7 separate regions of the Mus musculus genome follow, and all the other regions are linked to region 5. The links are chromatin contacts, called in public HiChIP or PLAC-seq and promoter capture Hi-C maps. All regions are on one chromosome and are shown on one strand. Each heading gives the region's core, a stretch centred on a gene start, on an enhancer-like site or on the middle of the called end of the contact. The rest is flanking DNA. Distances are from core to core; before and after follow the strand shown. Region 1 holds the start of Prcd (photoreceptor disc component). Region 2 holds the start of Mrpl58 (mitochondrial ribosomal protein L58). Region 3 holds the start of Otop2 (otopetrin 2). Region 4 holds the start of Hid1 (HID1 domain containing). Region 5 holds the start of Itgb4 (integrin beta 4). Region 6 holds the start of Kctd2 (potassium channel tetramerisation domain containing 2). Region 7 holds the start of Sphk1 (sphingosine kinase 1).

The links. Promoter capture Hi-C pulls out the DNA fragments that hold promoters and counts their contacts. HiChIP or PLAC-seq counts read pairs in DNA pulled down with a chosen protein or histone mark.
Region 1: a FOXA1 HiChIP or PLAC-seq map of pancreatic cancer cells shows a contact between it and region 5. The contact joins the promoter of Prcd here to the promoter of Itgb4 in region 5. A contact is called at or near these places in 2 of 115 datasets of contacts at active chromatin or transcription factors (large pre-B cells and pancreatic cancer cells).
Region 2: an HNF4G HiChIP or PLAC-seq map of pancreatic cancer cells shows a contact between it and region 5. The contact joins the promoter of Mrpl58 here to the promoter of Itgb4 in region 5. A contact is called at or near these places in 1 of 39 promoter capture datasets (pre-B cells) and 1 of 115 datasets of contacts at active chromatin or transcription factors (pancreatic cancer cells).
Region 3: an HNF4G HiChIP or PLAC-seq map of pancreatic cancer cells shows a contact between it and region 5. The contact joins the promoter of Otop2 here to the promoter of Itgb4 in region 5. A contact is called at or near these places in 1 of 39 promoter capture datasets (liver) and 1 of 115 datasets of contacts at active chromatin or transcription factors (pancreatic cancer cells).
Region 4: a contact with region 5 is called in an HNF4G HiChIP or PLAC-seq map of pancreatic cancer cells. The contact joins the promoter of Hid1 here to the promoter of Itgb4 in region 5. A contact is called at or near these places in 2 of 39 promoter capture datasets (liver and pre-B cells), 2 of 115 datasets of contacts at active chromatin or transcription factors (embryonic forebrain and pancreatic cancer cells) and 1 of 9 other capture datasets (pancreatic islet).
Region 6: a contact with region 5 is called in a FOXA1 HiChIP or PLAC-seq map of pancreatic cancer cells. The contact joins the promoter of Kctd2 here to the promoter of Itgb4 in region 5. A contact is called at or near these places in 1 of 39 promoter capture datasets (liver) and 1 of 115 datasets of contacts at active chromatin or transcription factors (pancreatic cancer cells).
Region 7: a promoter capture Hi-C map of embryonic stem cells shows a contact between it and region 5, with 2.2 times the contacts expected there. The contact joins the promoter of Sphk1 here to the promoter of Itgb4 in region 5. A contact is called at or near these places in 5 of 39 promoter capture datasets (the C10 cell line, HPC-7-derived erythroid cells, embryonic stem cells and 2 more), 2 of 115 datasets of contacts at active chromatin or transcription factors (embryonic stem cells and pancreatic cancer cells) and 3 of 9 other capture datasets (embryonic stem cells, liver and pancreatic islet).

Annotation. Positions count from the first base shown.
Region 1 is chr11:116,655,817-116,658,850 of GRCm38.p6, reverse strand. It overlaps Prcd (photoreceptor disc component), which reads right to left and starts at 1,743. Exons shown (of 5, transcript NM_001163318.1): 1 at 1,544-1,743; 2 at 1,245-1,313. The coding sequence starts at 1,614.
Region 2 is chr11:115,402,378-115,405,668 of GRCm38.p6, reverse strand. Mrpl58 (mitochondrial ribosomal protein L58) reads right to left here and starts at 1,917. Exons shown (of 6, transcript NM_001347645.1): 1 at 1,709-1,917. The coding sequence starts at 1,894.
Region 3 is chr11:115,320,979-115,323,988 of GRCm38.p6, reverse strand. It overlaps Otop2 (otopetrin 2), which reads right to left and starts at 1,459. Exons shown (of 8, transcript NM_001362400.1): 1 at 1,368-1,459; 2 at 888-1,064; 3 at 258-603. The coding sequence starts at 570. Ush1g (USH1 protein network component sans) reads left to right here and starts at 2,071. Exons shown (of 3, transcript NM_176847.3): 1 at 2,071-2,296. The coding sequence starts at 2,133.
Region 4 is chr11:115,366,192-115,369,225 of GRCm38.p6, reverse strand. It overlaps Hid1 (HID1 domain containing), which reads left to right and starts at 1,470. Exons shown (of 19, transcript NM_001346774.1): 1 at 1,470-1,682. The coding sequence starts at 1,617.
Region 5 is chr11:115,972,856-115,976,037 of GRCm38.p6, reverse strand. Itgb4 (integrin beta 4) reads right to left here and starts at 1,313. Exons shown (of 40, transcript NM_001005608.2): 1 at 884-1,313.
Region 6 is chr11:115,418,707-115,421,929 of GRCm38.p6, reverse strand. It overlaps Kctd2 (potassium channel tetramerisation domain containing 2), which reads right to left and starts at 1,804. Exons shown (of 6, transcript NM_183285.3): 1 at 1,424-1,804. The coding sequence starts at 1,762. It overlaps Atp5h (ATP synthase, H+ transporting, mitochondrial F0 complex, subunit D), which reads left to right and starts at 2,011. Exons shown (of 6, transcript NM_027862.1): 1 at 2,011-2,038.
Region 7 is chr11:116,530,866-116,533,887 of GRCm38.p6, reverse strand. It overlaps Sphk1 (sphingosine kinase 1), which reads right to left and starts at 1,437. Exons shown (of 6, transcript NM_025367.7): 1 at 520-1,437.

The sequences.
Region 1 (3,034 bases), core at 494-2,993, 680 kb before region 5:
AGGCAGATCTTTGAGAGTTTGGAGCCAGCCTGGTCTGCATAGCAAGTTCCAGGCCAACCAGGGCAACATAGTGAGATCCTGTCTCAAAATAAATAAATAAATAAATAAATAAAAGAAAAAAGAGTAAATAAATAAATAAATAAACCGAAAAAAGAGTAAATAAATAAATAAATAAATAGAGAGAATGAAAAAGAGAAAGGTCTAGGGAAACATAAAGCACCCATCAAGTACTCAGCCGGGAGGACGGCTATGCAGCCAGGACCAGGACAGCTATGTAGCCAGGAGGACAGCTATGCAGCCGGGAGGACGGCCATGCAGACGGGAGTACCACTATGCAGCCCAGAGTACAGCTAGCACGAGTTCCCAGTTCCACTGTGCTTCCGCAGCTGTGCAGCTGTTGTCCACAACTCCAGCTTTAGGGGGCATGGTATGTGTTTACCCGCCCACACTGACTTGAGCCAAGTTAGTAAGGACACCCTCCTCCTGTGGGCCCCAAATCCTGAAGGCCCGGGAGATCTTTTTTGCCCTTTGTTTTCACTAAAAGTGAGAGTTGATCTTGGGATCCTGCCCATGCTAGGGAGTCCACGGGACATAACCTTACACATAGGTACTAAATTGACACTTTTGTAGTGTCTTGACGGGCGTGGAGACTCTGGAAAACCAGGGAAGGAAAAGTCAGGAAGAATGCACAACTTTGCCTCCCCAAAGGCCACATGGCTGCAACCTAAGGAAGAGTTAACTTTCAGGCCATTGGAGACAGCGTCCTGCCCGCAGGGGCAGCCCAGCCAATGACACTTAGTGTCGATGACGTCATGCACCTCCTGCGCCTTCTATTGGGGACTGGACAGCGAATCCTGCTGGAGGTTCAGGCAACGGAGCTGCAGAGCCCGTCCGTGGCAGAGGAAGGAGGAGGAGGAGGGCCAAGGACAAGAGAGCAGCAAATCGACCCAGAGTGGCTCCTGCCTCCTCCCTCTGCTCCCTGCTCCTCCAACAGAAGGTCCTCCTGGGGACTGCCCCACACTCACATCACAGAAGCAAAGCCACACAGCATTGGTTCAGAAAAGAGGAGCAAGGACTCCCTCTGCCACCTAACCTGCCCACTACACAAGGAGTGACTGGTGAGGGCTAGGGCTAGGGCTAGAACTCGGTATTTGAGTGCCTGTGCGCGCATGCGCACACAAACACAGGCGCACACACCAATAGTTTCCTTAGCACTACTTTCCCCACTCCTGACTCTCTTTCACCTGCCGGTAGATTGAAGGTCTGTGTCTGAGCCGCTGCCCACGACTGTCCCGTCCACTCTGCTGGGCTCTCTGGAAGGGAAGAGCAGGCAAGAGAACCTGTAGGCAGTGCTCAGCCCCTGCCCCACCCCTTTACCACAGTCCAGCAGCACAGCACTGGCTGCTCCAACCCACACCACTAGCTCCAAGAGGGACCCCTCCAGGGTGTCCTTTGAATTCCTTTCCAGACCAGCTTGTCTGTAACTCTCCCTGGTGGTCCCTCCCACCCACGACCCCAATCCACAGCCCCATCAGTTTCTCACGGTTCCACTCGGTTGGTAAATCTACGGCGCCACAGCATGGCCAAGCTGAACAGGAAGAGGGTGGTGCACATGGCTCAGCTGCCCCATCCCCACCGACGACCAACTCCGCTGAAGAAGGCCACAGGGCCGGGGAGCCACAATGGCCAGCCTACCTCTCCCAAGCCACCGCTGTGTTTCCTGAAGTTCCTGGGAAGGGATTAGGACGTTCAAGCTGATTAGTGGAGTGGGCAGACCTGACCTTGTGAAGAGAGATTAAACTCACCAGGCCCAAGATCTCCCCTCTAGTGGCAGAGTAAGTCAGCCTCCTTCAAGGCATGCCAGGTAACCCTGAGTGCCCCTCCAGAATGTTCTACCCAGAACATTCACTACTATCCGGGCTTTGGCATCAAGGCACGTAGTGCAATCGAGCTAAGTGAGCTACTTCCATACACTGTTAAATGTACCTGCAGAGCACTTGAGGACTTAGAAGCATCAAGGATAGCTTCAAAGAGGATCTGGGGCCTTGGCCCGGTGACAAAGACCTGTAAGCCACTGGGGAGGGGAGGAGCACCTCAAGTTCAAAGCCTGGCTGAGCTCCAGAGAGCTCTGAGGCCAGCCTGGGAAACCTAATGAGAGTGTCTCAAAGAGCTCTGAGGCGATAACTCTGTAGCAGAGTACTTGCCTGGGGTTCCAAGGCCCTAAGTTCAGTCTCCCATACGGGAGAGAAAGAGTGAGCTATCACAGGAGGTGTCTGAACGTGCAGGTGCCAGAGAAGGACGGGCCCTCAGCCAACTCTGCCGGGCTGCTGACATGAAAGCTTGCCAGTCTTCAGGGACCGAGGCTGCGAGGCAGGGGAGTTGCACTGTCGCAGCCAAGGCAGGAGAGAATGGCAGAGAGGAGAAGAGATGGATGATGGGACCAGGAGGACCAGAGAGTAGAGCGTGTGTGTGTGTGTGTGTGTGTGTGTGTGTGTGTGTGTGTGAGTGTGTGTGTGTGTGTGCTCGAGCACGTGTGTGCGTGTGTGTGAGAGTATGTGCATGTGTGTGAGAGTGTGTGCGTGCACATGTGTGTGTGCGTGTGTGTGTGCGTGTGTGTGTGTGTGTGTGTGTGTGTGTGTGTGCATGCGTGCGCGTGCACCAGGCCTCCCCTGCACCTTCTGAGCTTTCCTAATTACACTCCCTTTGCAGTAAAAGGCAGAGTCGAGGTGTGCACACAGACAGAACTATAAATTCTATCTTATATAACAATCTTATGTAATTTAGATACAAATTATAAGCTTATCAATTATATACTAGACTACTGTACCAATATAATCCTATGTTATGGAGATACAACAGTCAGAGGAGAAGTTGAGAATCGATAGAAATACTCTTTGCACATCCCACCTGGACCTCCTGGGCAACTAGCTGCCTTGGGCAGTAGGGCTTGAGTCAGCAACACAGGGCTGAGACAAGGGCTGAGTGATGCTGGGACCTAAACCCACCTGGGCCATCACCTCTCCAGGACCTTCAG
Region 2 (3,291 bases), core at 668-3,167, 570 kb after region 5:
ACACCTCTTTGCTAAGCCACCCTCCTCAGGTTTCCTCTGGCCTCTTCTGAATACCCGTTTACCCCTGCCCCCCGCCCCCAGACGATTTCATCCTTCTAAGCTGATGGAAAAGCCATTAATACTGGTGACTCCCTACTTTTGGGCTCCAGTAAACCTCTGCTCACTACAGTCCCACAGACCCTGCTTGTTCTCAGTTTACTTCCAATCCAGTAGGGAAGAATCCTCTAGACTTTCTTCAAAAGATGCCTAGGACCTAATCACCTTCAAGGCTCCTATTGCTTCCAGCCTGCTCATCCTGTCTTGCCTATGTTACTGTGACCTATATTACCGCAATCTCCTAACTTACATTCTAGCTGTTGCCATTCTCCAGGCTTCTGTCTGTAACACTGTGTAGCAGTCAATCTTGTAAAACTAAAATGTATCATTCTATTCCTGGCTCCACCCACTTCTCTCAACTGCCTCACTCAGCCACACTTGTCCAGCATGCTACTGTTCTGAAATGGTTGCACCTGCTCTGCTGGGGACACTCATCTCCCCAGTATTCTCATGTCTTCCTTCCAGGTCTTTGTACGTGACAAGGTCTCATATAATCCAGGCTGGCTATGAGCCAATTGATTTTTCCTGCCTCTGCCTCAAGTGCTTGGGTTACAGATTCAGGCCACTGTGGCCCATTCTTCCAGGCTTTTCCCAGATCACTCTACCTAAAACTTCAATGCTTAGCTGGGTTTGTTGGTATATGCCTGTAATCTCAGTACTTGAGAGGCAGGAAGATCACTGCAAACTAGAGATCATCCAGGGCTTTTAAAGAGCTTTTCTCACAACATGTATCAGTACAGTGATACATGCCAGTAATCTTTACGCGTGGGAGATGAACGTGGAAGGATCAGGAGCTCATAGCCACCCACAGCTATGTAGCAAGTTCGAGTCTAGCCTAGGCTACATGAGATCCTTTGTCCAAACAAACAACAAACCTACAACTGTTATTATCTCTAGCTTCACCTTTGCCTTCTGAGTCTTACTATCTCTGAAGTATCATATTTAGTGTTACTTGGGTTTATTCATTTATTTTTGTCTGTCGCCCTCCAGTATACGAGCTTTACAGCCTTAGGATTTCTGTTTTACTACTCTCTGCCCCAAATTAGCACTGTGCTAACAGCATGCTCTCAAAAGATGTCTGCTGAATGAGGTGCGAGTGGATGAATGAAAATACTTGATGCTCTTTCAATCCTACAGGTGCAGCTCAATAGATGCTCTCTTTCCTGCTCAGGCCCCACGCAGTACCACTACATGACGCAGGCTAAACATGGACCCTTAGGGACCAAACCAGCTTTGTCTCAGGCTTCCTAACGTTACTAGGGTCAAAAGACTGGGTAACGTCCCAACTTGCGGATCTCAGGTTTTACTACTTTCAAGGTCCATAATGCACATCTTCCCATATAATGTGAGCCTGAAGGCCGGGAAGCAAACGTGGACAAACTAACGATCTAGAAAGACGCGTATGTGGCGGCTCTCTCCCAGGGTCTGCACTACCCGAGCCACGAGGGTTGCAATCACACTCTACAGTCCCAGCACATCCCGCACCTCCGGCCGGGTTACTAGGGCGATCAGTTCCTCCTGGGGCAACCAAAACCTTGCAAGCCGCCCGGCTTCCTCGCGTCACCTAGCAGCGGGAGGAACCGCCCTTTCCGTCCCGCCTTTCTCGGCTCACCGGGACCTTCCAGGCGGTATCCGCGCCCTTGGACTCGGGGTACAGCTTGTCCAGGCTGTAGATGCTCTGGAACGTGGTGCCGTCTACCTGTCTGTGCAGAGCCCGGCGAGCACAGCGCGCGGGCGGCGCGAGCAACAACGTTCCAGTTCGGCTCAGGCCCCAGCGTAGGCCCCAGGCGGTCGCCATGTTCACCTCCCAGGACCGCTTCCGGTGCTCACTCTTCCGGCGGTCCGCCAGCCTTGGCTGAGCTGGCTCTTAAGTTCCGCCGGGTTTCTCGGGCTCCGGGCTGTCCACCTTGGCGGTGATGGTGGGAAGTGGTGCGCACCCAGCTGACATCTGGTAGAGGTTGACCGGCAGATAGAGACCACCTACGGGAGATTTTTCTTAAAAAGATTCCTGTATGGGTCTGACTGAGCGGTGCTCACCTGCAGTCCCAGCACTGCTCTCAAGGCTAAGGCAGATGAGAGCCTAACCTAGTCACATAGCCCCTGTCATAAAAATAATACATACATGGCCAGGCGTGGTGGCACTTAATCCCAGCACTTGGGAGGCAGAGGCAGGTGGATCTCTGAGTTCGAGGCCAGCCTGGTTTACAGAGTGCGTTCCAGGACAGCAAGGGCTATGCAGAAAAAAAACCCTGTCTTGAAAAACCATAAAAAAAAAATAATAATAGTACATACATACACACATACATACATACATGGCCAGGCCTTAATCCTTGCACTTGGGAGGCAGAGATAGGTGGACCTAGGCTAGCCTGGTCTACAAAGTGAGTCCAGGACAGCCGAGGCTTCTATACAGAGAAACTCTGTCTTGGAAAAATCATTTTAAATGTGTGTGTATGTAAACAAATATATAAATGCATAAATACATAAACAAACACTGGATCTAGCATCCTAGAAACACCCTTTTCTCTTTTTTGAGTCTGTTCTCCTTCCCTGGACCCTTGAGCAACCTAACTAGATACAGCAAGGACGACCTTACCTGCTAAGCTCGGACTTTCCCTGCCCTTTCCTATCCCTTGTTCAGTGTGAGCCACATTCCTAACTTGCTTTAGATAGATGAGTGGATAGACAGTCAACCAATCTTTGTGTGTTCGATTTTGAGCTTAAGGGTTGGTTTTGTGGTATTTATTTAGGCAGGTTTCAATTATGTAGCCCTAGCTGGCCTGGAGCTCACTATATACAGCAGGTTGCCTGCCTCTCAGTCCAGAGCATTGGTATTAAAAGCTTACCCAACCAGGTCTGTCTTTTGCTTGTGTTTTGAGACAGGGTTTCAACCTATTTAGCTCAGACTAGTCTTGAACTCCTGACCCTCCTGCCTTCACCTCACAGGTGTTCAGATTTGTACCACTACTCCAAGGCCCAGTCTTATGTTCTAACATATTGCCTGTCTCCAAGTTAGAATGTAAGGTCTCTGCTGTATCCCAAACATGCAGAGTGTGTCACATCACAGACATACCACGACTGTGGGTCAAGTGAATTTCATGGTAGTTCACGTTTTTGTTGTTCTTTGGTTTGGTTTTTCTTTTTCTTCTTTTTTTTTTTCCTCATGACAGTATTTCTGTGTAACCTTGACTGTTC
Region 3 (3,010 bases), core at 210-2,709, 650 kb after region 5:
TCTTCTGCTTTTCCCCTCACAAAGGCTCTCTCTATGATTATCTCTCCAATCTTTACACAAGGCAATGAAGCTCCTTCCACCGGCCTTTAACCCCTAGGACCTCCTCCCGCAGGAAGCCCTCCGCCATGTTTGCTCTTCCTTCCCAGGGCACTGCACACCTGACTACCCCAAAGTCACACCCTGCAGGTCCTCCACGAGTCCCAGACTGCAGCTCCCCAGCGTGTCCACCCCACTCTCGTCCCTATCTCCCAGGGCACCTCGGAGCCAGATGGGACCAGCATGAGCATCCCGGTAAGGCACCGCGTCTGGACAGCGAGCGGTGCGGAGGAGGTAGAAGACTATCCATAGCGCGGCCAGCAGCATCATGGTGGTGAGCAGAGCGAACACGTCCGTGTCATACACCGCCACCTTGTTGAAGGCACCGCCGCTGATGAGCGTGCAGGCGAGCAGCAGCACGTTGACAGCCAACAGCACCGACAGCAGGCGGCCGCCCTTTTTCCACACCTCACGGGGGCTGGCCCGAGGCCCCGGCAGGCTCTCATTGGGATGCGGGACCAGTTCCTCCGACATGGTGGGGGCGACTGGAGGAGGTTGAAGGGATCACTGCGAGGTCCGAAGTCGGGGCGGGGGGGGGGCAAGGACAGGATTCTAAGTCAACTCAGGGGGCTCTCCTTTCCTCCCATGTGATCCCTGGATTTGGGGACCCCGGAATGTGGGGACTAAGGGTGCTGGACCAAGCACTGGGGAAAACGAGAAAATCTGAAAGCTGTACCTTCCCTACCTGGCCTGGAAATATTGTACAGAGAGAAGAAGAAGCGGCCCTAGGCTGAATCCTTTACAAAGTCCCACTCCCCAAATCTGACAGTCCCCTGGCCAGGGACACGCACCTGGCTGCACCGGGAGCCGACACCAAGTTGGGGGTCAAGGGGCAGCAAGCGTCTCCTCTCTCCCACGCCGGGCTGGACCGGTGCTTTATACCGGAGAGGGCAGAGTGATTTACAGCCACAAGAGTTCGGCTCCATAAACCTCTCAGTCCCACTCACATGATCCATCTTTTCTCCGAGCTGAATTTAGGGAAGCCAGATAAGGTGAGATTTATATTTACCTGTTAAGATTCCCTTACCCTGTCGCGCTGGTGCTGCCAGGGTTCGGGCACGGCCCCATATTGCCGTACACAGAGGGTCCTCTGCCCCCCAGCGCCCACTGTAACCTGGTGCTCAGAGATCACACCCACCCAAAGACTGCAGAGCTGACCCCCACCCCCGTTGCCCGCTTGCACCTAGACTCCGTCGCAGCTCAGGAACTGGACGGAATTTTGGATCTTGCTTGCTGTCCCGAGATCGGGACAACAGTTCCTCTTTTCCCACCTGCCCTCAGAGTGATCCGAATTCGGTCTTCCTGTATCCCTACTACTGCTGCCCAGAGATGCTGGTTGGATGCTGCAAAGTCTGGTTCCCACGCGGTGCCCTCAATCGGGCTGCAGTCGTCTAGCGCCCCCTGCTGGAGAACTGTTGTTTGACACCCCCCCCCCCCCCACGAGTGTAGGCTGACCGCAGGACTGCTGCGCCCTGCTTGCGGATGAAGGTCTTGCGGTGGGTCCTCCTGCTCCTCTGGACCCACTGTCCTCCAGATCAGAATTGCCTCTCCATCCCACCCTCACACATTATTCGTCAGCTTTTCACCTGTCCTTTTGACTGGTGAAGAAATCAGGGAACCCAGCACCCGGAGTTCTGTCTAGGCCGTATTAAATGTCCCTATATTGGGCTTCAAGGGCTGCAACGCCAGAGTGGGCGCTTTTGGAGCGAGAGAACTGAATTTCACTTGAGTCACGTCTGTGTGCTGAAGAGCATGGCGTTTAGGACCCAGGGGAAGCTCCTGGGCGGCTCCCTGGGCAGTGAGAGATTTCCCCCCTCCCTTCCCCGGTGTGCAGCTCAGATGTCCCGGTAGTCTGTAGTCGTCTGTAGTCGCGGCTCTGGCGCTCCGCATCCACCATCTGCGGCAGCAGGGGCAGGCGGCCCAGGCCCCAGCCCAGCCCCTTCCCTCAACCTCATGCCTCAGCCCTAACCCGGCAGTCCTCCCCGTCCGGGGACAATTCTCGGTGCCCCTTGCCCGTCCCGTCCAACTTGGGCGCCATGAATGACCAGTATCACCGGGCCGCCAGGGATGGCTATCTGGAACTCCTCAAGGAGGCCACCCGGAAGGAGCTGAATGCCCCTGACGAGGATGGCATGACCCCGACTCTCTGGGCTGCCTACCATGGCAACCTGGAGTCTCTGCGCCTCATTGTGAGCCGCGGGTGAGTATGCCCTCTGCCTAGCCAGGAAAACCAGGAAGAACTTCCTGGAACCCGGTGTCCCAAACCTCATGGCATCACTTACCCTCTTGCCTGAGCTGCCCTTTCCCCCTACGGACAGACCCTAAGGTGGGGCCGTGCAGCCTGCTGTACTTAGAGAGACACAGGTGGAAGGGACATAAACTGAGCTTGTGACAGTTGTGGACTGGATGCAGGGATTAGAGGAGAGGAACTTCGATTTGGGGATCGGACCCATGATTATGGGATGGGGGCTGCAGAGGTATTCAAAAATCAGACACTTTGGGGGGGGGAGGGTGCCTGGAAGCAAGAGTGAAAGGTAGGTGGGAACCAGAGAGAAGGCTGGGAAATCTCCAGGGGCCTTGAACTGGGGAGGCCAGGAAGGAAAGACCTTCGCTGCCTACTTCCCAGTCTAGCAGCCAGAAAGGCTGTCCCTACAACTCCGCTAGCTCCCACGGACCGGGCTTCACCCTGACCTGTGCCTTCCTATCACTCTTCTGGGGTTTACAGGCACTGTCCACACTACCAAATGTCACTGGTTCCGCCACTGATTAACTCTCTGTATCCCTCCCCCTCTGCAGGACTCAGGAGTGGGGAACTGTAGTGTGTAGAAAGGACATCTGCCCTCCACCCCATCCTCTCTCTGGCGTTGTCCTGGGAGGGAGGGTGGGCACAGAGTCCAGGGGTCTGGAGGAGGAG
Region 4 (3,034 bases), core at 221-2,720, 610 kb after region 5:
GGGGGCACACCCAGAATTTTGTAGGGACAACATACCTTTAGAGAAAAGCTAGAGCTACCCAATGCTGTGGCTTGTTCTGTGAGGTAGTGAGACCATGCCCTCTCTCTCTACCTCTACACCTGATCCAGCTGCCTTGATGGAGCATACTCCTTATTTTACAACTCCGGGATCCCCCTTTAGATTAAAGTCATGTTGTTTAGAACTATCCAGGATTCTCAGAAACTTCTAGACACAGTAACATGATTGTGTGAGGGGTGGGACACATACATCATACATGGCCCTGGCTGTCCTGCTGTCCTGGCTTGCTATGAGATATATATATATTAGATAAATACCAGATTATTTTGGATTTTGCCAATGCTGGTCTCAAACTCACTATTCACCAAGGATGACAGTCCCTCTTGCCTTCACCTCCTGAGTTCTGAGATCTCATATGTGGATCAACTATTTTTATTGGGTTGTCAGCTATTACTCTTAATTTAATAATTAGAGTGCTTGCCTAACATCCAAGAACCTCTTGGTTCAATCTACAGCACCCCATAATACCAAGGGTGATCATGGAACCTGTGACCTTGGTACTTGGGAGATGGATTAAAAAATTCATCACCAGTAACAGTGAGTTCGAGGCAAGCCTACGATAAACTCCTCACAAAACAAACACAGTGTACTAGGCTATACCATGGGTAAACTCCTTTCTTCTGAAACCAGGATCTGTGATGTTTATGTCATGTCCTCTACACTTCAAAGAGTTCTCAGGGAAGCCAGGGAGCTAGATAAGCGTCAAGACCCAAGGGATTTTTCACTGCTGAGCTGCCTTCCTGGAACAGGGACACTGAGTCAGCCCATCCTTCCACACAAGCAAGAGCTAAACCTTTTAAGGGTTAGAATAACTTCAAGGCTAGACACGTGGATTTGATAGGTCAGAAAGAGAAGCAAACAGAAAGAAAGGAAGGGAGGAAGAAAGAAAGGAGAGGAGAGGAGGGGAGGGGAGGGGAGGAGAGGAGAGGAGAGGAGAGGAGAAAAAGAAAAGAAAAGAAAGGAAAGGAAAGGAAAAGAAAAGAAAAGGAAAGGAAAGGAAAGGAAAGGAAAGGAAAGAAAAGAAAAGAAAAGAAAAGAAAAGAAAAGAAAAGAAAAGAAAAGAAAAGAAAAGAAAAGAAAAGAAAAGAAAAGAAAAGAGAAAAAGCAAGCAAGCTCAGATAGCAACAATAGTAGGAAAGCATGAACATCAGGTAGAGAGGATTGGAGGAGAAACTGCGGGTCTGAGCAGGAATGAAGAATGAAGGTGGAGGCAGGAGATGAGATACCAGGAGGGTTTCAGTCTTGCGGACTGAGGATCGAGGACAACACTCAGTTGCAGACGAAAGGACCAGGAGTTGGGTTCCACGGAGAACTCCGGACTTCTTCTTGGAGGCCTGAGCGGCAGGTGCAGAGGCGGGGCCTCGTGGGGGCGGATCTAAAGGCGGAGCCACAGGGGCGGGGCCGACGCCTGCGGCAGGCGGGGTTCGCAGCTTCGCTCCCCAGAGAGCAGCCGGGGCTGCGGAGCTGGAGCTGGAGTCACAGCCGGAGCCCGCGGCAGAGTCGGAATCCGGGGTCGGGCTGGAGCGGGGTCCATCGACATGGGATCCGCAGACTCCAAGCTGAACTTCCGGAAGGCGGTGATCCAGCTGACCACCAAGACGCAGGTGCGCCTGGGGGCCCAGCCTCTTCATCCACCTGCCGGCCCTGGGGGCAGGGCAGGGCCGGGGGGGCTGGGTGAACACGGTTCACCCGAGGGTGGGGTGACCGGCTAATCCAGAGGGGGATGCTGAAACAAGCACCGGAACGGGACTTTTCCTTTGTAACTAGGGCTCCATCCCTGCCTCTGGGAGCCCACCCTATGCCTACTCTCCCCTGGGAACACTCTCCCGGGCACTGCTGCTGCTGCCACCTTAGGCTGACGTGTGCCTACTCCTGGAGCCGGCGGCGACAACGTTATCCGCCCCCTGTCCCGCCCCCCCGGTGCCCGCAGCCTCGCTTAGCCAGCCTCTTCCCGCTCCCACCTACCCATCCATCGCCCCGCTGGTCTCCCTGCCCCTCAGTGCCCATGGTCCCGGACATACAGCCCCGGCTGACTCAATGCAAACAAAGCCGGGCCGGCGCCTGCCTGGGTTGGGGAAAACAGCTGGTGCGCGATGGCAGCGGTGGCAGCGGTGGCCTCTCTGGGCCCTGGCTGATGCCTGAGGGTAGGGAAGGCCCAGGTCTTCCTGGGAGCTCATAGAGTGGCAGGCAGCGGCAGCTGGGTAAGAGGAGCTGTCCTCAGGCCTAGGGAAGCCAGCTTTCCAGCTAGTGATGATCCAGGGGCTTCTCCAGGCCCGGTGGAGCTGATTGGCTGTGCTTTTTGGCACCCGGAATAGGGATTGGGGTTTCGGGGATGAGGAGATTATCATTGGTCTGTTGGAGAGGGAGCCATGGGTAACTCCAGTCCACACTCCCCCCCCCCATCCCCCGTGTCTACAAGTGTCACAGAAGCTGCCTCCTACCTTCAGCACACACCTCTTGACCCAGCAAGGTTCCTTCCCTGTCGTCCCTTCAATCTTTATTTCTGGAAACCAGGCTACTCTGGTTATGGAGATACCAGCAGCCTCTCCAAGGCCCTGCCTGTCAAAGGGCTCTGGACCTACTGCCATCTGGAACCCCACCCCCATCCGACTGTTCTCAGAGCTCTATATTGTTCTTGGCCAGTGTGAGTGGGATCAGGAGAGCTGCCTACCCACAACCAGCCAGTCACAGCCTCAGAGAGCCGACCACTACTCCCACACCCTGTTACCCACCTTGGGAAGGTCAGAGGCCGAGGAAAGGAATGCCAGGGCCTCTAGAGAGCCTGTTTCTATCTGAGGGGCACTTGGCGGAAACCAGAACTGCTTCTCTTTGCTTCCTGTGGCTTGTTCCAGAACCTCAGACGTGAGACTCTCCATCAGTGGGTAGCAGGAAAGGGTGGTGTGTGGTATTTTGCACAGTGTAGGGTGGTGAGAGCTGGGGGAGCGTCTCCCATGTT
Region 5 (3,182 bases), core at 64-2,563:
CCAGACAGGACAGCAGTTCTTGAAGCTGTAACAGCCCCTTGCCTACCCTGTCAGCTATTGGAAGTCAGAGTTAAGGAGTCAAACGCTCATTTTCTGCTGTCCATTCTCTCAGCCCCCAGGAGACTCGATTTTCACTTTTAGTGAGGGTAGAAACAAACGTGCCATCTGGGTTGAACCTATGCTCAGGGTGTGGCAAGTCTGTCAGGAAGAAGGAAGAGGTCTGCCCCTACCCTTGGGAGCCACCTGGAGTCCCGGGCCACAGTGACAGCCAGAAGGCTCCTCCAAGGATCGTGGGAAAGAGTGTATGGCGGGGCCAAGTGCTCGCGGGACTGCTGGATGAGATTCTGAAAGGTCCCCCAAACAAAGGTGCCTGGAGCGGGCTTTGGGAAGAGAGCAGGCTGCGGGCCAGCCAAGAGGAAAATCAGGGACTCCCCACGCCTGACATGCACCCGGGTCACCACACAGCAGGTCCTGTCAAGCCGGACAAGAAGGGGGCTTGCTGCAAGGTAGTTAAGTTGTTCCTCTACTGTCTTCAGATTCAGGGGAGGTAGCACTCAGAGGGCTGGTGAGCCCCCAGCCTCTACCCACTCCTATTACCCACCTACCCAGTGTCCTTTTCTAGCAGGGGTATCTGATGTTCACCATTCTTTCCCTAGATCCCAACTACCCCGCTCCCAGCTGTCCCCTTCCCACATCCTGGCAGGGTTGGCACCTGTCCTGGCAGCATGGGCAGAGGGAGCCAGGGCCTGCCAATCTTCAGGGAAGGGAAGGGAAACAAAAGCCCCGGGCGGGAGTGGGTATTCACTTTCCTCTCCAGCCCTGTTGTCCCGGGGCACCGGGGCGGGCGGTGTGCCCTCGGATCTGCAGCGGGACCTGCACCTACCTTAGTGAGACTACCTCGGACTTGGGCTGCGTTGGGTCGAGCTGAGCGCGCGGGCGAGCCCGGCGGGACAGCAGGGCGGGCGGCGGCGGGCGGGAGCCAGCAGCGCTTTATGGACGGGCGGCGCAGGTAGGAAGGAGGCGCTGGTGAGTCAGGCGGACTGCATTCCTGCGCGCTGCGCGCACCTGTCGGGGCAGGAGCTGGGGTGTCGCCGCAGCCGCCAGGCCCGCCCCCCGGAAAGGGCTGCGGCTCAACCGGCGCCGGCCCCGAGCCCCGAGCCGCCGCGGAGGGGGCTGGAGGAGGAGCCACTCTTCCCTGCAGCACAGACCGGGGCTCCGTCTTCCCCACCCGTCCAGGCTCCCAGATCGGGTCCCCGGGCCGCTCCGGGTCGCGGGTCCGCTTCTTAATACAGTGAGCCCAGCTGGGTCAGTCCCGCTGCCTCGACGGTCATCGGGTCGTGCACCACCCTCTCCGTGTCAGCGCGAGGATAGGTCGTGCCCCAAACTGGTAGGGAGACTTAGCACTCTTGGACTGCTGGCCACTGGGTTCTCTCTGCCTCTACTAGAGGAACCGATAGGCAAGGACTGGGGCCTCTAGGTTTCTTCGGATACTCAAATCTCCTTAAAATGTAATTGTAGCCATCAAGAGGCCACGTGACCTAGTGTGGAGTAGCACTCATGGATTGTTACAGTGTTGGTGACAAGCTGATTCACAAATCTTACTCTTGCGGCAGGCTCTCGAGTGCCTTCAGGCCCCGTTTCTGTTTAATAATGAGTCCGTTGAGGCGCTGCAAGAACCCAACTCTAGTCTCACCAGGTTAGCTAATGCTCACCGCTGGCACTGGACCTCCTCAACCCGTGGGGGCTTCAAGCTCGCCAAGTGTCAGAGCCAGAGTATGCAGTCTGAAACTCAGCCAGATTTATCCTTATATTTGAAGACCCTGAACTAATGTTACAAGATCTTTAGTTTTCTTCGGCTTTGCCACATCCTCTGTTGGTTTCTAAGTCTGGTCGGAGAATATGGCCTTTTCCCACTGTGTAGTCCAGGCTAGTCTTGAACTTGGGGTAATTCTTCTGCCCCTGCCTTGCAAGTGCTGGGATTACAGGCATCCATCACCACACCTGTCCTTTTATTATCTTCCTTTTGATTCGGTGCTTGGTATGGAACATAGGTCTTCATGCGTATCAGCCATGTACTCTACCACTAAACTAGACCTCCAGACCAGAGTATGGCTTCTTTATGGCATTTGCTATACTGGTTTGAAATGATCATCCCACTGGACTGTGGACTCGGAGAACCCATGTTTTCTGCCCCAACCTGGGGTAATCCAAGTTAGGAGAGGTGGAGAGGCCTATGCCCAGGTCTGGGCTAGAGAGAAGGGAGGTTTTTGTTTTTTTGGTTTTTTTTTTGTTTTTTGGTTTTTTTTTCACCAGCCCAGCCCCAGCCCTGGTGCCTGGTACATAGAGGAGTTAAAAAAAAAAAAAAAAAAAAGTGTGATTGGGTAAGATGTCTTAATGGGTCAAGGTGCCTGCTGACAAACTTCATGACTTGAGTTTGATTCCTGGTGGGACTCATTGTCACAAGGTCTCTGTGGTGTGTACATCCATCCCACCCTCTCACATAAACAAATGAGTAAAACGAGTCTGTTGGGGCACTGCTGTTGTGTAGCAGGCCTTTCATCCAAGCACTCAGGAGGCAGAGGCAGGTGGATCTCTGTGAGTTCAAGGTCAGCCTGGTCTACATGGAGAGCTTCAGGCCAGCCAGGGCTATATAGATTTTGCTTCAAACATAATACAAATAAAAATGATTTTTAATAGCCCTGTCAGCCCTGTCCAGCCATCTGAGGGCTGTTCTGCACAGGCCAGGTCCCCAGGGAGACTTCCTCCTGAATGTGGGGGCACTGGGGAAGGAGCCCAGTATGTTTTCGGCACTCAGATGTATGTTCCAGGCCAGCTCAGTTCCTTGTGGACATCAGCCACTCCAGTAGGCACCCAGTCCAGTCTGGAAAAGAAGAGCTCTACACATTGATTTAAAAATAGTTCTTTGCAGCTGGGTGTGGTGGCGCACGCCTTTAATCCCAGCACTCGGGAGGCAGAGGCAGGCAGATTTCTGAGTTTGAGGCCAAGCCTGGTCTACAGATTGCGTTCTAGGACAGCCAGGGCTACACAGAGAGACCCTGTCTCAAAAACCAAAAAAACCAAACCAAAACAAAACCCCCAAAAAACCAAAAAAAAAAAACAAAAATAGTTCTTTGCAGGCTGGAGAGATGGCTCAGTGGTTAAAAGCACTGACTCCTCTTCCA
Region 6 (3,223 bases), core at 555-3,054, 550 kb after region 5:
GCCGGGGCACTCAGGCAACAGTCACTATGTCAGCTAAAAACCATTTATTTATTTATTTATTTATTTATTTATTTATTTACTGAGCCGGTTTTGCTACAGTTTGCTTATTTTAAACTATTGACCAGAGGCTGGCTTTAAGATCATTTCAGGTCAGATGTCTTAGACGCACAGTCACTCCCACTGCCCAGGCCTTTATTTACTGGGTAGACCCACATTCTGTTAACATTCTTCTGTAGGGTACCAGCTACAGGGAGGGGATGAAGGAAATCTCATAGCTGTGTTAAGCGTTCTGACTCCTTCACTGCCCCTGGACTACAGTCCTAATTCTGAGAAAACTTCCATTCTATTGGCAGTTCTCCTGAGCCCAAGGCCAACATCAGTGGGAGTCTGCACTGGCAGCTGCAATCTCACACACCCTATCTCTGTGCCCAGAGGAAGCTTGGTACTGCCAGGACTTGGCTCAGAGCAACTTTAATCCTACTCATCTTTACAGTAAAAGAAACAAGAAACTGGCTTGTGTTGGCCATAAGGAAGATTTAGGGTATATAAAAATAATTCCCTATAAACAGGAGTTCTGGAATCTCTTAAGGTTCCCATCAATTTGGTATCAGAGAACAGATGAAACTGATTAAGGGTTTATGCAAGTCTACTAACCATGGGAGTGCTTTATGGTATGGATGCGTTTGAGAGTCAAAGGTCAACCTGCAAAAGTTACAGTTCAAACTGGAAATGAATGACGTCTTGCCACTGCTCAACCCTGTGTTTGACGCTACACATTCTCTGGGTCCTAACCTATCAGCCCATCTTTCCAAGGAGTGCATTTACTTTCAAAAATGTACCGAAACGGTGACTGTTACGGCACAAAAGGTCTGGGACCAGGATTTTATCACCACCACAGGATGTATCACAAGCACTTCCTGCAGCCTTCAGTAGTGGACGCTATCATTAAACCCCGAGTTTAATACCACTTTACACAGGGATGGAACAGGACCTGAGTCCTCCGAAAGTGACCAAGATGTGGTCATTCACCCTGACCCAGTTCTGAATGCATTTGGCACCAGCAGCAGGGGGCCGCCCGGGAGCCAAAGAAAAACTCATGCAGATCTGAGAAGGGGTGGTCCCCAGGAGGGGCAGGGAATGTGACAGGAGCACGAAGGGGGCTCCCGTGGGTGCAGGTAGACAACTCCACGCAGGAGCAGCTGAGAAAAGAGCGGGGTGCGAAGGGAAACCGGAGTGTGCCTGAAGATGGGGCAGAACTGGGACGGGAGATCATTCTGAGGTGGCCAGTGCTAACTCGGGGGGAAGAGAGTGGACTCAAGTCCGGGTTTGCAGGACCCGCTGGAGGGAAACGCGTCCCAGAGATCGGAGCACCAGCCTGGAATGGGTCCCAACACCCGGGGGCGCGCCCGAGGGCGGGGCGCACCTTGTCGGAGTCCAGCTCCGGGTCCTCCTGGCAGCACAGGCGGCAGAGGAAGGACTTGGGCTCCCGGCCTAGGGTCTGTCTGGTGGTCACGAAGTAGGTACCGCCCACGTTGAGCCGGACCCAGCGGGCGGCCCCGCCGCCTCCCGTCCGCTCCGGAGGTCCGGGCCCGGGCTCCAGCGGCTGCGCGGCGGCGGCGGGCTGGCGGCCGTGTCCGCGGGGTGTCGGGCCCGCAGGGCGAGGGCTGGGGGGTCCGCGGCCCGAGCCGCCGCCGTCGCCCATCGCACTGCTGCCACCCCCTCCCAGCCCCGCCACTGCCGGGTCCAGCTGCAGCTCCGCCATCTTGGGCCGCCGCTGCCCGCGCGCCGCCGGGCCGGCCGACTCCTCGGCGGGGAGAGCCGGGCCGGCCCATCGGCGGGCGTGGGGCAGGGGGAAAAGGGACCCCGACGGCGCAGGCGCCGCGCCCGCCTTCCAGGACGGGACTCCATGCTCATTGGCTGAAGTGTGACATGAGACCCGCCTATTGCTCGTTCGGATTGGCCAAGGAGAGAACTTCCGGCAACTCTCTTCCGTTCCTTGCTTGCTGGAGAGAGAGCACTCCGCCGGGGGTCGGTGAAGGTGAGTGGGGTCTGAGGTGTTGGGTCGAATCTCCACGGACTCTTTTGTATTGTATTCCAGACCTCGCTTCCACACTTGTTCCAGCTCCACGGAGGACATCGGGCCTTCGAGCTGCCCCGCTAGCAGAGCGCCCGAGGTCACTGCTTTGCCCTGCTCGCTTTCCCGCGGGGCGAGCCTGGGGCCTGGCAGTGACTTAGCCAATCACCGTGAATTTAGATGTTGCCACAGACTTTTGTCTCACACTGTGTGGCGATCTCAGGAGTGGAGTTTAGGGGTCGGGAAAGCATCACAGAGTTAGGGTGGTAACTTTCAGAGAGGACAAGACACCTAGCAGACTTCAACTCTACGTCCTTCCCTTCGAATGGAGGATTCCTATTCCTCATGAGGTTTACCGATTGATCTAATTAACTATTGGTCATTCTCTATGCTTATGACCTGTGTATGAGAGCAGGCTGGCCAATTTGTCTGAGAAACAACCAGCGCTAGAGATGAATCAGATAACAAAAAGTCTGTAACTCCTGCTTTCTCCAGTGCACTTCGTTCTCTGGCATCCTTAGTTCACTTGACAACTGTCTTAGTCTCTGTCTCTGTCTCTTAGAGACGTAAGCTGTACTGAGGAAGGAAGGAAGGAAGGAAGGAAGGAAGGAAGGAAGGAAGGAAGGAGAGAGACCGGCATTTGACAACTTTGATCGATAGGAAGGTATCCCCCACTCAGAGCTTGTGTAGATGGTTTCCACTTTTCGGTTGGCTCTCTTCATAGTTATTTTCTGTATCTCGTCTTGTTTTGGTCTCAAGACCGCTTCAGTCACTTTCTTTTCACAGTATCATTTGTGTAAAAATGCCTCTGAAAGTGCACAGTATGTGTGCTGTGGACAGGATGACCTGGGCAGGACAGTTCGAGTGAATGGCCGGGGTTGTGGTGGAGAGTCAGTGGCCAAAACACAGTAGCTTAGTTAGCCTTTGGGCAGCTTATGACTTCCTTTAGAAGTGTCTGCAAAGAATAGAAATGAGTTGGGATAGAGGAAGGGCAGCCTGGTAGGAGAGAACATGTTTATATTCTGGGTTGTAGAGCTTTATTTTGATGTATTGAGACAAGCTCCCACATCTCTCATGTGACCTTGAACTTTGATTCTCTGCCTCTACCTCAGTGTTTCTGGTGCTGGAGAGGGAACCCAGGACTCTGTC
Region 7 (3,022 bases), core at 188-2,687, 560 kb before region 5:
GGCTCGCGACTGAATCACCAGAGCCCCGTGGGTGGGGGATCTAGCTTTCCAGAATGAGCTTCCCACCCCACGAACATTCCGTTCCAGGGGACACCGGATTCGGACCCGACGCATGAGTCAGTGACCCGTGGCTCTCTTCGTCGGGCCGGCTCTTCACCCTTCGGGCTTGGTGGAGAATCCAACTGCATACAATTCCCAGAACTGGCATTGAGAGGCGCGTACTCTGGGACGAAGAACCCCATCGCAACCTGCGCAGTCGCCCGGTCCCCTGCCTGAACTACGAAGCCGCTGAAGCTCCGAGTCTCCAAGAGGGTGGGGGTGGGGGTGCGTGCCGCACTCGTGAGAACAGCGCCCAAGTCCCGCAAAAGCCTGCCTGTGCTGGGCGGACCCACAACTATGGTCTGCCCTGCCGGAGCGCGAGTGTGCACTGAGGCGCAGGCGTGGGGCCGTCTCCTTCACGGACCCACGAAGGCACCGCCAACTACGGGAGGGCGCGCGCGGGGGAAAGGGGATCCCTACCCAATCTGTCCCACGGGCGGCCAGTGGCGGAAAGCAGCTCCTCTCCGACTCAGACCCGCGACAGAGGGACAACTGAAGCACTGGGCTGACACCGACTCCAAGGGATCGCCCCCCTCCGGTCTCAAACTTTTTGCTCAATTTCACGGCGGCCCGGGGAGGGCGCTGAGCCTCTGGGCCGGCCTGGCCACGCCCCGCGTTCCTTGTGCTCTCGGGGTGGAACCAGAGTTGCGCGCAGCTCTGGTCCCCCACCCGCCCGGGATCTCACTGCACCTCCCCGAACACAGTCGCCGCCAGCCTGGGCTCGGCCACGCGCAGATGAGGGGCAGGATCCCCGGATACGATTGTGCGCCCGGTGCTGGAGGAACAGCTTAGGAAGTCCGCAAGAGGTGGGGTTCTGAGCCCGGCCTGAAGCAGCGCATCCGCGGAGCGCGAAAGCGAGGGCGCAGCCCACATGCCGGCGCCCAGCATCCGAGCGGGCTTCGGGTACGCGTGGGTCTGCGCTTACTGAACCTCGAAACTGCTGTTCACAGTAGGGATGCAGCGCCTCTTTGGCGTCGCTTAGACCTAGCCTGAATTCCACATCCAGACCCTAGTGCTGTCCTGACTCTGGGCCAGGGTCGGGTCACCCGCCACCCGCGAACTTCTCTTCCTCCCCTGCTCCTCCGCGGTGCCTTTACTTTTAGCTTCCAGATGCAGCCGCTGGCTCACTCAGACGCCGAACCCGAAGCAGTCTGGCACGCCTTTCAGGAGAAAGCTGAACCGGTTTGGGGACGAAGTCGAGATGAGAGTACCTCGTCAGCAACCTCCAAAGGTGGAGTCTTTCCCCCCAGGGAACACTATCAAGGCCTGAGATGCTGCCTGCCGCGGATGATCGGGATCCACGATCCTCACCGACTGGAGGAACCCAGCAGTGTGGACAGGGCAATGGGGGCTCTCATCAGGATTGGAGAGGCTAGCATGGGGGCGTGGTCCCAACCTCCCCACCCCTTCGGGCGATCTCGGGGTGAAAATGCACACGTGCCCCGGTGTATGCGCTTCGGTGGAGATAAACAAGACGCATAGTTGTGTAAGTGATATATTTCATGGCAAGTGACCTGAGGGTGTCCGTGACTAACCGGAGTTAAATTTTTGGAAGATTATTAGCGGAGACTTGGAAAAAGAAGCTCCCAAATCCTACCAAGCACCAAAAACAGACACCAAACTCCCAAGGAAGCTGCATTGGTTTAGCTCCGGTTACAGAGAACTGGCGCGCCCACACCGGCCCCCGCGCGACCCCACCCACCTCTATCTTCGCATCGCTTCTTAAAGTCCAGAAGAGGCGAGTCCAAGAGGAAAACGAACCCAGATAAGAAAGGATTGCAGTGAACTAGGTCACGCCTTGAAGGTGGCTTCTCTCCCAGAGGACCCTGGAGTTCCCCGACCGAGTTTCTCAGTATTTTAGGAGTCCCCAGGAGGGCCAGGGGCACAGGCTGGACCTGCGGTTCCGCACGCGTCACTGCAATATATGCCTTGGCTCTGTACAGCCGCGGGACAGCCTGACCGGATCATGAACGCCCCGAGTGCCTTCCGAGAAGGTGACTCAGCGACACGCTCACGGGTGGAGAAACTCCCGGAAACAACCAACCAACCAAAAAAAAAAAAAAATGAGGATTTGGAGGGAGCAAGGGCGTCATCACCCACCCCCGGTTCCGCGACTCGTGGCTACCAAGATCTGGTCCTGCACCTACCCCCATCCCCGGCTTCCCACCTTACACCCCTGGAATCTAGCGCGGACAAGGAAGGATTGCAGCTCTGCAGCCGCAGTGCCGTGGTCACGCGCTGCGGGGACACGAGTCGCGGTGGGAGGAGGGGGCTCTGCGGGGAAGCCAGGCTCTCTGCCACTCGCTCCCTTGTCTACCCTGCCCCCTCCCCTTACCAGAGACCTAGGGTCCAGATCTGGCGTTGGTATCTAGCAGACTCAGGGAGGAAACTATTCTCCCCGAGATTTTGAGCTTGGAGGGGGGCTGGCTGCCCAGACTGTAGGAAACACCCTCCTCTGCTCTCTCACGGTTTGGGAAGGAGTGTTTATCAAGCCCGACAAGCAAGTCATTAACAACTAAAGAGGAGAAACTGAGGCACGGGGAAGGAAAGATCGGGCTGTGTGTAAATTTACGCTCAAAATGCCGACCTGGATCAGGGTCTCGCTTTTCTTTGAGGCCTGGGGCTGGAACTTCTCATACTCTGAGGGCAAGCGTGGAGCAAGGTTGACTGGAAACTCAGTCCGTGGGAGAGAGCAGAAGCAGCCTGCAGGACATTTTATACTTGGGCCTCAGGGCCGGTTCCCCTTCTGCTCAGAAGAGACCCAGTGGGAGGGGGGTTCCAGTCTGGCGCTGGTTCCAGTGGACACAATGGCTCCTCTGTGTCGGCTGCCGCCTCATCCTCTGGCCTCCTCACCTCTCTGGTCTCTGCCTCTTTCATTCTTGTTCACCTCCCCCATTCCATGCAGCTTTCTAGACCCTTTCCT